2 separate regions of the Mus musculus genome follow, and region 2 is linked to region 1. The links are chromatin contacts, called in public HiChIP or PLAC-seq maps. All regions are on one chromosome and are shown on one strand. The core of a region is the stretch at or near the end of the contact, and the rest is flanking DNA. Distances in the headings are between cores, read along the strand shown. Region 1 holds the start of Mlycd (malonyl-CoA decarboxylase). Region 2 overlaps Mbtps1 (membrane-bound transcription factor peptidase, site 1).

Region 1 (5,306 bases), core at 797-3,296:
ACAAGTGAACAGCGTGTATGCATAAAGGAACGTGGGGGGGGGGGACACACTCAGCAGGAAGAGTGGAGAGTAGGCTCGAGGGAGCACGCCTGAGTGTGTAAAAAGTGCTGTGTGGATCCTAGTGAGGTGTGACAGGAGCCACAGAAGCAGTGGGCCAGATAGAGGCTGAAATCGGTGACATTTGGATACTGCAGTGGAGGGCAGGGCAGGAGAGTTTTGGGGGTATTTTTGTTTTTCCGAGACAGGGTTTCTCTGTGTAGTCCCAGCTGTCCTGGAACCCACTCTGTAGACCAGGCTGGCCTGAACTCAGAAATCCACCTGCCTCTGCCTCCCAAGTGCTGGGATTAAAGGTGTGCGCCATCACACCCGGCTGGCAGGAGAGTTATAAGTCATGTGTTTGAGCTAGAAGAATAGACCTGGTGGCTTGCATTGTTCATGGTCCATAACCAGTGTCTGCTCTCGCATGATAGGCTGTTCCTGGATATCCTACCCACTATGGCAAACTCTTCCAAAAGGGCAGGTCCCAGCATCCACGGGCAGGCCTGAGGTGCTGTGGTACTAAAGACAGAGGCAGATGAAGAATGGAAGGGTACAGTTTATTGGAGAACTTACTCAAATGTATAGTCTTGGTAGACAGCAAAGCCAAACTGGATCCTACCACATGGGTCAGAAAGAGAGTCACAGACTCGAGTTAGGATAAAGTGACTTTCCCCCTAGCTGGAAGGCACGTGGTCCATCTTAAGTTCTTATCAAAGAGCCAGGTACAGGTTGGAGCCTGGATCCGGTTGTAAGGTCCCAGACGTCATTCTTGGGATTTGGTCTATCGATAGTTTGAAGAGAAACCATGCACCAAAAAATGAACTGTGGTTTCTCTAGGACAGTCACAACAGTCTGGATCCAAGATGACTGTCATCATATCAAGCTGAATCCATACAGAGCCTACTCTACCAGTCTGATTCCTTTTTGCAGTTATTTTAATGTGACTCCCTCCCTCAGATGGTAAACTGAAGGAGAATGAGCAGGGCTATTTCAAATGCAAGCCTAGGGTGGGCCTGGAACTCACCAAACAATTGAAAATCATTTCACTGAAAGAATGAATGAATGAATGAATGAATGAGGCCCAGCAAGGAAGCTGGTAGGGAAGAGATTCTTCCTATACCCATTTCCGGCATGACCAGACGGAAGCTCTAGGATGCAGCAGGAGGCATGGGCTGGGTCTCCAGCAGTTCTGTCTGGGTGGGATTCTTGACATGAGCCAGAGAGTACCTAGGGAGGGTCTGTTGGGAGAGACCCTGTTCTACTGTCCGCGGGTCGGGACAGGGTCAAAATGTCAAGTCAGAGAATTACTCTGAGAATTACATGCTTGGTGTGTACATGTGCATATACATTTCCTTGTACACACGTGTGGGGGTGCACGTATGTACATGTGTGGTTCTGGAAGCCAGAAGACACCTCGAGTGATGGCGCTACCCGCATACTTTTTGTTTGGTTGGTTTGGAGATAGGGTCTCTGGCTGACCTAGACTTACCTTGTTATCTGGACTGGCTGGCTCTTGTCCACCTCCCTGAGCTAGGACTACAAGCGTTTTCCCATGGGTTCTGGATATGAACTCAAGTTCTCAATCACTTTATCAAATGAGCCATCCCCATTCCTAGGAGACCTAGTCCAGCATGCAACCTTAAATTTCTCAGCTCCTCACCTACGCTAGATCCGAACCCTAGCACAGGAGGCTGCGTGCATAGCACGGTCCCGGGAAGAGCTGAGATGTCAAGCTCTCAGATCAAGAGAAGCGCGTGCGTAGTGGGGAAAGGGACTGAGGCGGTGACTCTCAGAACAGGTGTAAGGATGCAAGCCAAGAGGGCGAGTCAGGTGCCCCGGGGCTACCGGGTTCCGGGGACCTTTGGCTGCACTTGGCCTCCGGCCTGAGAAAGCCACCTCGCCCCTCCCCCGCCGTTCTACCCCCCGATTGGCCAATGTCTCCGTCCGCCGTCCGGCCTCGGCCAATGGGGCCGGCGAGAAACCGGAAGCCGGAGCCGGAAGCGAGGCAGAGGCCCGCTCTCCAGTGGCGTCTCCCGCTAGCAGCTGTCGCGGAGCTGTCATGCGAGGCCTCGGGCCAGGCTTGAGGGCTCGGCGCCTGCTCCCACTGCGGTCCCCGCCGCGGCCTCCGGGGCCCCGGGGACGTCGGCTGTGCGGCGGGCTCGCGGCCAGCGCCATGGACGAGCTGCTGCGGCGAGCCGTGCCCCCGACGCCGGCCTACGAGCTGCGCGAGAAGACGCCGGCGCCCGCCGAGGGCCAGTGCGCCGACTTCGTGAGCTTCTACGGCGGCCTGGCCGAGGCGTCCCAGCGCGCCGAGCTGCTCGGCCGCCTGGCTCAGGGCTTCGGCGTGGACCACGGCCAGGTGGCCGAGCAGAGCGCCGGGGTGCTGCAGCTGCGCCAGCAGGCGCGCGAGGCGGCCGTGCTGCTGCAGGCGGAGGACCGGTTGCGCTACGCGCTCGTGCCGCGGTATCGCGGCCTCTTCCATCACATCAGCAAGCTGGACGGCGGCGTGCGCTTCTTGGTGCAGCTGCGGGCCGATCTGCTGGAGGCGCAGGCCCTCAAGCTGGTGGAGGGGCCGCACGTCCGGGTAAGGCCCCGCCCGGGCCACCGCGACCCCGGGGCCGCCGCCCCCCGCCACCGCCCCGGGGCCCTGCCCACTTCCCACTCCCCACTCCCCAGACCCTTACCCATGCCCCTGCAGCCACCTCGCCGGCCTCAGATACCACGGTGCTTACTGCGTGGTTCGTAGCACTATCCTCGGGGGTCACTGTCGGGTGTGACACCCATTGCGCTTACTCCAAAATAGCTCTAGTTTTAACTGCGCTGTTCTTGAACAAGGATGGAACACGGCTTTGGGCAAAGTTTGGGCACCTCCCACGAACGTCCATCACCCTAACAGGTTACACGAAATGCACAAACATGGCCAAAAGTCAAGGTCACCACCGCCTGGGTCTCTAAAGCCTCCAGTCCTCTTTCTGCAATCTGACTTTGGACAAGAGATTTGATTCCAAACCCCCAGCCCCAGACGCAGTGATCCTAAGTTGACTTTTTAGTACCTGTGCTAGTCAGCAGCTTACCCAGCGATATCATGTAGCGTACAGATAACGGAGGTGTATATAGCTGAGACCCAAAGGATTGTCTAGCATAGCTGCCAGCCATTAATATTCAATAAAGAGGAGCATTGACCCTGAGTTCATACACAATGATATCACCATTTCAGAAGTCCCCAGTGTTCAAAGCCTCATCTGCTTTTTTCCTGACCTGCTTGAAACAGGCATGGCCATTTTTACTTCCATTCTGTCCTTTCGGTTGACACCTATCTCCTTTAGAGTGAAGGACATGACACGCTGAGGTGATGAGCTGTCCAAGACTTCAGATATACATCCCCTGATCCAGGCTCCTTTGCACTGCTATGTGCAGGTTTACAGACTTCTCATTTTGATTGCTTAACCCTTGGTGTAGTTAAGGGATTAATATGAGTCAGGGTCTCTCACTGAGACTTGAGACTCACCAGTTAGATTAGGTAAACTGCTCAGTAAGCCCCAGAAATATTCCTGTCCCATCTTCCCAATGCCAGCAAACAAAGTGTGTCACTAAATATAGTGGCCTTTCTTTTAAAGATTATATATACCAGTGTTCTGCTTGCCTGTATACAGATGCATGCAGTGCCTACCTAGGCCAGAAAAGTGTATCATATCCTCTGGAACTGGAATTACAGCCGGTTGAAAGCTGCCCTGTGGATGCTGGGACCCAAACCCAGTTCCTCTGCAAGACCAGTCAGTGCTCTTACTTTGAACAGTATCTCTGGCAACCTCCCACCCCACCCCCACCACTTTTAAATCACTAGTACCAGGGATCAAATTCAGGAAAGCTCCTAATTGACTGAGTTATTTCTTCAGCCCTGCACAGTCTCTTTTACAAGACAGACCATGTTTACAGCAGTTTTAGGATCACAGCAAACTGAAGTATAAGGTACAGACTACGCCCTACCCACAAGTCTCCTCTGCCTTATACAGGCACAGGCTCCCCATTATCAGCACAGCACACCCAGCAGGTGTCACTGTAGGTGTCCTGTGAGTTTAGTGTGCAGGTACCTGTGTTGACAAGGCCACTCAGGTGAGGACAGAAATACCAGTTTTGCTCACAAGGCTTTAAAGCTGACTGTGTAGTCCCTTAGGACCTTGTTTGTTTGAGACAGGGTTTCTCTATGTAGTCCTGGCTATCCTGGAACTTACTCTGTAAGCCAGGCAGGCCTCAAGCGGAGAGATCTTCCTGCCTCTGCCTCCTGAGTGCTGCATTAAAGGCGTGTACCACTGCTACCTAACTCCCAGGACCTTCTTAAATGCTGTGCTTTTTTTAGGAAGTATCTCAGTTTGCTTTCCTTTGCTGTGACAGAACATTCTGACCAAAGCAACTTAGGGAGAAAAGTGTTGACTTGGCTTCCATATTACAGACCATCATGGAGGAAGCCAAGGCAGGATCCTGGAGACAGGAACTGAGGCAGAGACCATGGAGGGATGCTGCTCACTGGCCTGCTCTGCTACCTTTGTTAATACTGCCCAGGCCCAACCTGCTAAGAGGTAGCACCACCCACAGTGGACTGGGCCCTCTCATGTCAGTCATCAGTCCAGAAAATGCTTCCCCCAGGCTGTCCTATAGAGGAGCGCCTCTGTGGAGTTTCCCTCTTCCAAAGTGTGTCACGTTGACAACTGAAGCTAAGTGGGACAGGAATGTGCTCACTGCTCAGTGTCCCCAGATCTCAGAGCTACCAGTAGACAGATTGCCTGACACCACACACACACACACACACACACACACACACACACACACACACGTGACCTTTGTGTTGTCTGGATACTTGGTTTCTGAGCATGCTCCCAAGGTCTCCCGTCATACGGGTTCATGTCTCTGTGTGTTGAACCCTAGGTGGTGCCATCACTTTAGAATAAATGTGACACATGGCAGCCCCCAAACACATGCTGGCTTCATGTGTTTCCCATGAAGTGACACAGTAGTAGAAGCTGTTCTGAGTGAGGAGATGAGTCTGCTCTTGTCGGCTGCGGCGTGGCTGCGATGATGCTTAGCTAAGTTCCTAACTCCATGGGACTCTTGGGCGCAGCACTGAGGTGAGCTGATGCTGGTCTCAGGGGAGCCCCAGGCCAGTGACACAGTAAGAAGCCAGCCTGGGCTACATAGCACCAAAATGGCACCCCATAGAAAAGAGAACATGAGTGGATTATTCAGTGTGGGGACTAATATAAAACCCTAAA
Region 2 (5,306 bases), core at 1,490-3,989, 120 kb after region 1:
GTTTATTTAAAACCAAACCAAACAACACCAAAATCCCCATGGGTCCTAGGGTTCTAGCTCAGCACATGGCAAGTGCTTTACTAAGCCACCTCTATGGCGCCAACTTTCTTGCTTCCTGTGACAGTATCCTAAGACATGGTCCCTGAGGAGGGCGCTGAGGCCTGAGCTCATGAGGATGAGTAAAGCACACAGGCTCTCACAGCAGCCTGGCTGGCTCCTCACAGCATGGATGGGGAGCCCACTGCTGGCTATACCACATCTGTCCATCACTGAACCAAGCATAGCGGCAGCTTTGAAAGGGGAGGGAGACGAGAAGAGAGGCAGTGTTCTCTAAAGGAAGCCTGTGTCAGGAGAGGCTGAGAGAGCAGCAGCCACCTGCCCCGTAAGGGGATATCTGCAGGGCCCTGGGACACCAAGCCCTGTTAACTTTCTCCCATCTTGTCCTGCTTAAACAAAATACCAGAGACAGGTAGAAGGACAAGTTGGATAAACAGTTTGGCTTGCCTGGCTGCAGAGAAATTGTAGTGGGAATGTAGATCTGAGAAATGGAATGGGATAAGGCAAATGTGATGGTTTGTATATGCTTGGCCCAGGGAGTGGCACGATTAGAAGATGTGGCCCTGTTAGAGTAGGTGTGTCACTGTGGGTGCGGGCTTTAAGACCCTCATCCTAGTGGCCTGGAAGTCAGTCTTTTCCTAGCAGCCTACAGATGAAGATATAGAACTCTTAGCTCCCCCAGCACCATGCCTGCCTAGATGCTGCCATGCTCCCACCTTGATGATAATGGACTGAAATCTGAATGTGTGAGCCAGCCATAATTAAATGTTGTCCTTATAAGACTTGCCATGGTCATGGTGTCTATTCACAGCAGTAAAACTGTAACTAAGACAGCAGATGAACAACATGTCAGGTGAGAGAGCCAAAGCCACACGGGGCACACATGAGTGCAGCACCTGTGCACAAAGGCCACAGTCTACATAACATGCACTTCTGGCTGGACTGTCACAGCAGAAGCCATACCTCTTAGGAGCAGCTCCAGCCCTGGGTGCAGAAGGAGAGCACCACCTGCATTCCATACACAACACCTTGGACAGGAAGCACAGCTATACATGGCAGCTTTCAAATCCTGGACAGCAGCCAGAGCTCGGCTCCTGCTCAAGTGACAGCACTTGGCTGGACACCACCTTTCTTTCCAAGTCACTCTACCGTAGGACACTACCAAAATATGCTTCCAAAGATCAATATAATTGTCAGAAAAGGAGAACTAGACCGCATTATTTAATAATCACATCAGCAGAACTGCACTGTCTCCTATAAACAAGGAATGAGTCACGGCCCTGGGGAACAGTGAGGACAGCACTGCACACACACACTTACCTGGGTGCCGTCTCATTCAAAGGCTGTGGCTTGGCCCATGACAAATGTGGACAGGCTGGCAGGGGCCGAGGTTTCGGGTCTCCCAAGTGGGCTTCAAGAACTTTGGAGTACCGATGGAGGTGGTTTCCTGAGGTCAGCAGCAGTAAGAAAAGGGCAGTGACCACCATTGTAGAATACAGAAGAAAAGGTGGCTCTAAGTGACTGTGTGTTTCTGGTGACAGTTCACTGTGTTGTCATGCTACACCCCACATGCTTCAGGACCACACTCGACAGGGTGCCTGGTTTCCTTCCCCACAGCATACTGTCCTGGAAGCACCTGCCTCTGCCTCCCAAGGGCTGGGCTTACAGACGTGCACACCACTGTCCAGCGATGCTTACATTTCTCTAATCTTGCTATCCACACTACAGCCTCCACACATGGCACACATGGGATGGGTGCCGCAGCCCTGAGAAACTTTTAAACATTAGATTCAAATATGTTATTAAATTTAATTTTATCTTTTCTATTTTCTTTTAAAGGTTTATTTTATGTATGTGAGTACAGAAGAGGGCATCAGATCCCATTACAGATGGTTGTAAGCCACCATGTGGTTGCTGGGAATTGAACTCAGAACCTCTGGAAGGGCAGGCAGTGCTCTAACCACTGAACCATCTCTCCAGCCCTTACCTTTTCTACTTTGTGTGGTATGTGTCCATACATGTTCGTGTGTCTGTGTGTGTGTGTAGGTCAGAGATCGATGCTGGAGGTCATCCTCACTCTGAATTATTCTCATGGGATCTGGAACTCACAGCTGACTGGCTGGCCAGTGTCCTAGCTCACGCAGAGCTGGGGTTACAGCCGTGCTCTGCTGCAGCCAGTGTTTATGAGGCTGCTGAGAGGATCTGAGGGAAGTTCTTACACTTTCCACCCCCCAGCCCTCCTTACATTGATGTAGGCACTGAGATTCCTTTCTTCAGTTTTGGCTTCCTTTTATTTTGAGATGGGGTCTCACTGTAACAGGCCAGTCTGGCTTCCATGTAGTCTCTTCCCTTGGCCACCACAGTGTCAGAACATAGGCATACAGCAGCACGCTGGCTGCTGCTCTAACACTCTAACTGGCATCTGTGGCCGACATCCTGATTCTGCAGACAGTGCTGCCAGGGAGGAACATGAGCCCAACCCACCCGGCCCCTCACATGGCCCAAGTGACCTGAGCTAACTGTTTAACTCCTGTTCCTGTTTCTTTATCTGCACACAAAAATGAATACTATCTCTTTTTACAGGCTTACTGAGAGGCATTTGTGAGCTAACCCTTACAATGTACCCAGCCAAGTGCCTGTGCCCAGAGAGTACCAGAAGATACTGTGCCTTAGGGGTGGGATGACTTGGTAGATAAGAGTGCTGCTGTCTTGCAGAGAACAGGAGTTCAGGCCCAGGACCTATGTTAGACAGCCTACAACCCCTGCAAGCTCCAGCTCTATGGGGGCTCTCTCCAGGCACTTGCATACATATGTATAGATCCCCACACACAAACACATTTTAAAAGATGCTGGACTCCATGAGCGTACCCACACACAGGCCACAGTCTCTGTGCACCTGGGAAGAGGAGATGAGCCGTCAGCAACCACTGGGAAGGGTTCAAAGCCCTCCCTAAAGGGCAGGTCCCCGGCTGGCAGTACTTAAGTGGCTCAAGTCTCTGCTGAGGCACCAGAAGAGACACTCACCTTCCATCCTTTCAGGAGGGGCCAAGCCGGCTCCGCTAGGTGGGCGCTGCCGGTTCCCTGAATGGCTGAGGCTGGGAGGGGTCACGCCATAGGATGTGTACTGAAGGAGCGCATCCAGAAGCCAAAAGCAGTCTGCAAAGTTGACAGGCACACTACTTAGGAACTGTTTTTTTTTCCCCAAGGGTTTCCCCAGGGTTTCTCTGTATAGCCCCGGCTGTCCTGGAACTCACTCTGTAGACCTTGTCCTTAACTCAGAAATCCCATCTGCAGCTGCCTCCCAAGTGCAGGGATTAAAGGCTTGCGCCACCACACCCAGCAGGAACTGATTTTTAAAAGAGAACACTGAAGTGGGTTGCCCTGATGCTGTTTGTATTCTGATGTTAATTCTGCTTCCTCAAGAGGGGCGGTCCCCTCCCCCATGCCCTTAAGCAGTAGACCATGTGCTCAGGTGACAGCATGTGAACCTTTTGCCCATTTTAACTGGTCAAATAAAGGCTAGAGGCTGTGATTGGGCAGTGGAAGGAAAAGGTGGGATGGAAGGAAAAGAAGGGATCAAGGTCTTTGAGAGTTGGGGCAGGTAGGAGGAGGAGGAGGAGAAAGGATGGAAGAGGAAGTGAAGACAGAACAGAACGAAGTCAGGAGGAACCCCCCCCCCCCCAGGAAACTGAAGAGGAGGCTCAGAAGTGAGCCGCTTAGGTCACTGTGGTGCTGACAGCCCTCCAGGCTCTCCTACTCCTGAGAAGAGTGTTTTCTCTACAGGCAGGGCTCTAGCCTCCCAGACAATCTGTTCCAGCACCCAGGGACTGGAGGCGGGCTTTATCTATGTCCCAGGGTCCTGGGCAGCTCAGCACCAATGTGACTGCATTAGACCAGCTCATGAGCAAAGACAGAATGATGTTCACTTAGGGATGGCAAAACCATGTGATACCCATTGAAAAAAGAATGGCCTCCACACAAGGAGCGCCGAGGACATGAGCTGCCACCAATGACCCGAAGCTATCAAGGGAACAGGAAATAGGTCTGAACTAGACATGGGGAGTCCAGGATCAGAGGGGAAAGTGCATTATCTGAGTCAGTGGTCCTCACCAGGACGGTCAGCTCTTCTCTGCATGTCAGAGTCCAGGTCCGAGAATACAAGCAGCTGTCACTCAGAGCTACCCAAAGCTTCTGTCCCACGGAAGCTGCAGATGCTCTAGTCCCAGACCTGGTCTCTGTCTGTCTATCCCCCCCCCCCCCCATTTACCCAGCCCAATCCCATTAGCACCCATCTGGAGGACAGCAGCTCCGTGAGAGGGGAAGGTTGCTAAGTGCTCTGCTCAGGAAAAGCATGCACTTCTGGCCAAGGGCCAAAAGCCCCAAGGACCCAAATCGCTGCCATCTGAAATGTACAGGCGTGGACAGTCCCTTTAGACACTTAAAACTTTAATAAAGACTCTTACCAGGAGAGCTCAGATCTTAAAGAGAATTTCTGTGGCAATAAAACATTAATCTCCTATCTGCTGTGACTTTAAACCTTACTTTTTAAAACCAATCACATTCTCAGGATTTATGTAAGCTACTGAAATTCTGTCAACATCAACTTGAAATCGGGGAAAGGAGCAACATCCAGCACATGTCCACACCGGTGACCCCGTCCCCAGCACTCTGCAGGGTCCACACCGGTGACCCCTGTCCCCAGCACTCTGCAGTGTCCAAGACAGAGACCTGCAGCATTTCCACTGTCCCCTCCCTGAAGTAAGAAAATGGAAGTCCAGACACAAGCATATGAGCTGCATACCTGGAGAGCACAAGAGACAGCTGCAGTGGGGGCACAACAGAGAACTCATTCTGACCTCTTTAAGCTCTGTCTTTGAGACAATGACAGAGGCCCCTCACTGACAAAAGCTCTTAGCACCCAACTTAGGGGAGAGCACTATGAGGGCCTCTAAGACATATGGCTTGAAGAGGGGCCAGACCAGAGAAGACACACATATAGGTCACACAACCTAGCAAGAAGCCTGAAAAAGGCAGGAGCTGGGCCAATTGGGTTAAAGGAATTTTTTTTTAAAGATTTATTATTTTATTTATATGAGTACACTGTAGCTCTCTTCAGACACACCAGAAGAGGGCATCAGATCTCATTACGGATGGTTGTGAGCCACCATGTGGTTGCTGGGAATTGAACACAGGACCTCTGGAAGAGCAGTCGGTGCTCTTAACCACTGAGCCATCTCTCCAGCCCAGGA

Evidence for each region. HiChIP or PLAC-seq counts read pairs in DNA pulled down with a chosen protein or histone mark.
Region 2: an H3K4me3 HiChIP or PLAC-seq map of embryonic stem cells shows a contact between it and region 1, with 15 read pairs. The contact joins the enhancer-like site here to the promoter of Mlycd in region 1. A contact is called at or near these places in 9 of 39 promoter capture datasets (the 3T3-L1 cell line, the C10 cell line, embryonic stem cells and 4 more), 9 of 484 Hi-C or Micro-C datasets (the C2C12 cell line, LSK cells, cerebellar granule neurons and 6 more), 6 of 115 datasets of contacts at active chromatin or transcription factors (embryonic stem cells, epiblast stem cells and kidney) and 3 of 9 other capture datasets (adipose tissue, liver and pancreatic islet).

What each region holds. Positions count from the first base shown.
Region 1 is chr8:119,392,848-119,398,153 of GRCm38.p6, forward strand. Mlycd (malonyl-CoA decarboxylase) reads left to right here and starts at 2,047. Exons shown (of 5, transcript NM_019966.3): 1 at 2,047-2,623. The coding sequence starts at 2,099.
Region 2 is chr8:119,512,497-119,517,802 of GRCm38.p6, forward strand. It overlaps Mbtps1 (membrane-bound transcription factor peptidase, site 1), which reads right to left. Exons shown (of 23, transcript NM_001167910.1): 20 at 3,082-3,213; 21 at 1,378-1,504. Among named protein-coding and RNA genes, the nearest start is that of Slc38a8, 13 kb to the left of the region's middle. Within about 2 kb of position 2,740, at least 22 of the 459 cell types and tissues checked have an H3K27ac peak or open chromatin away from gene starts, as enhancers often do. A contact at or near this core is called in embryonic stem cells, epiblast stem cells and stem cell-derived epiblast-like cells, where this site is marked.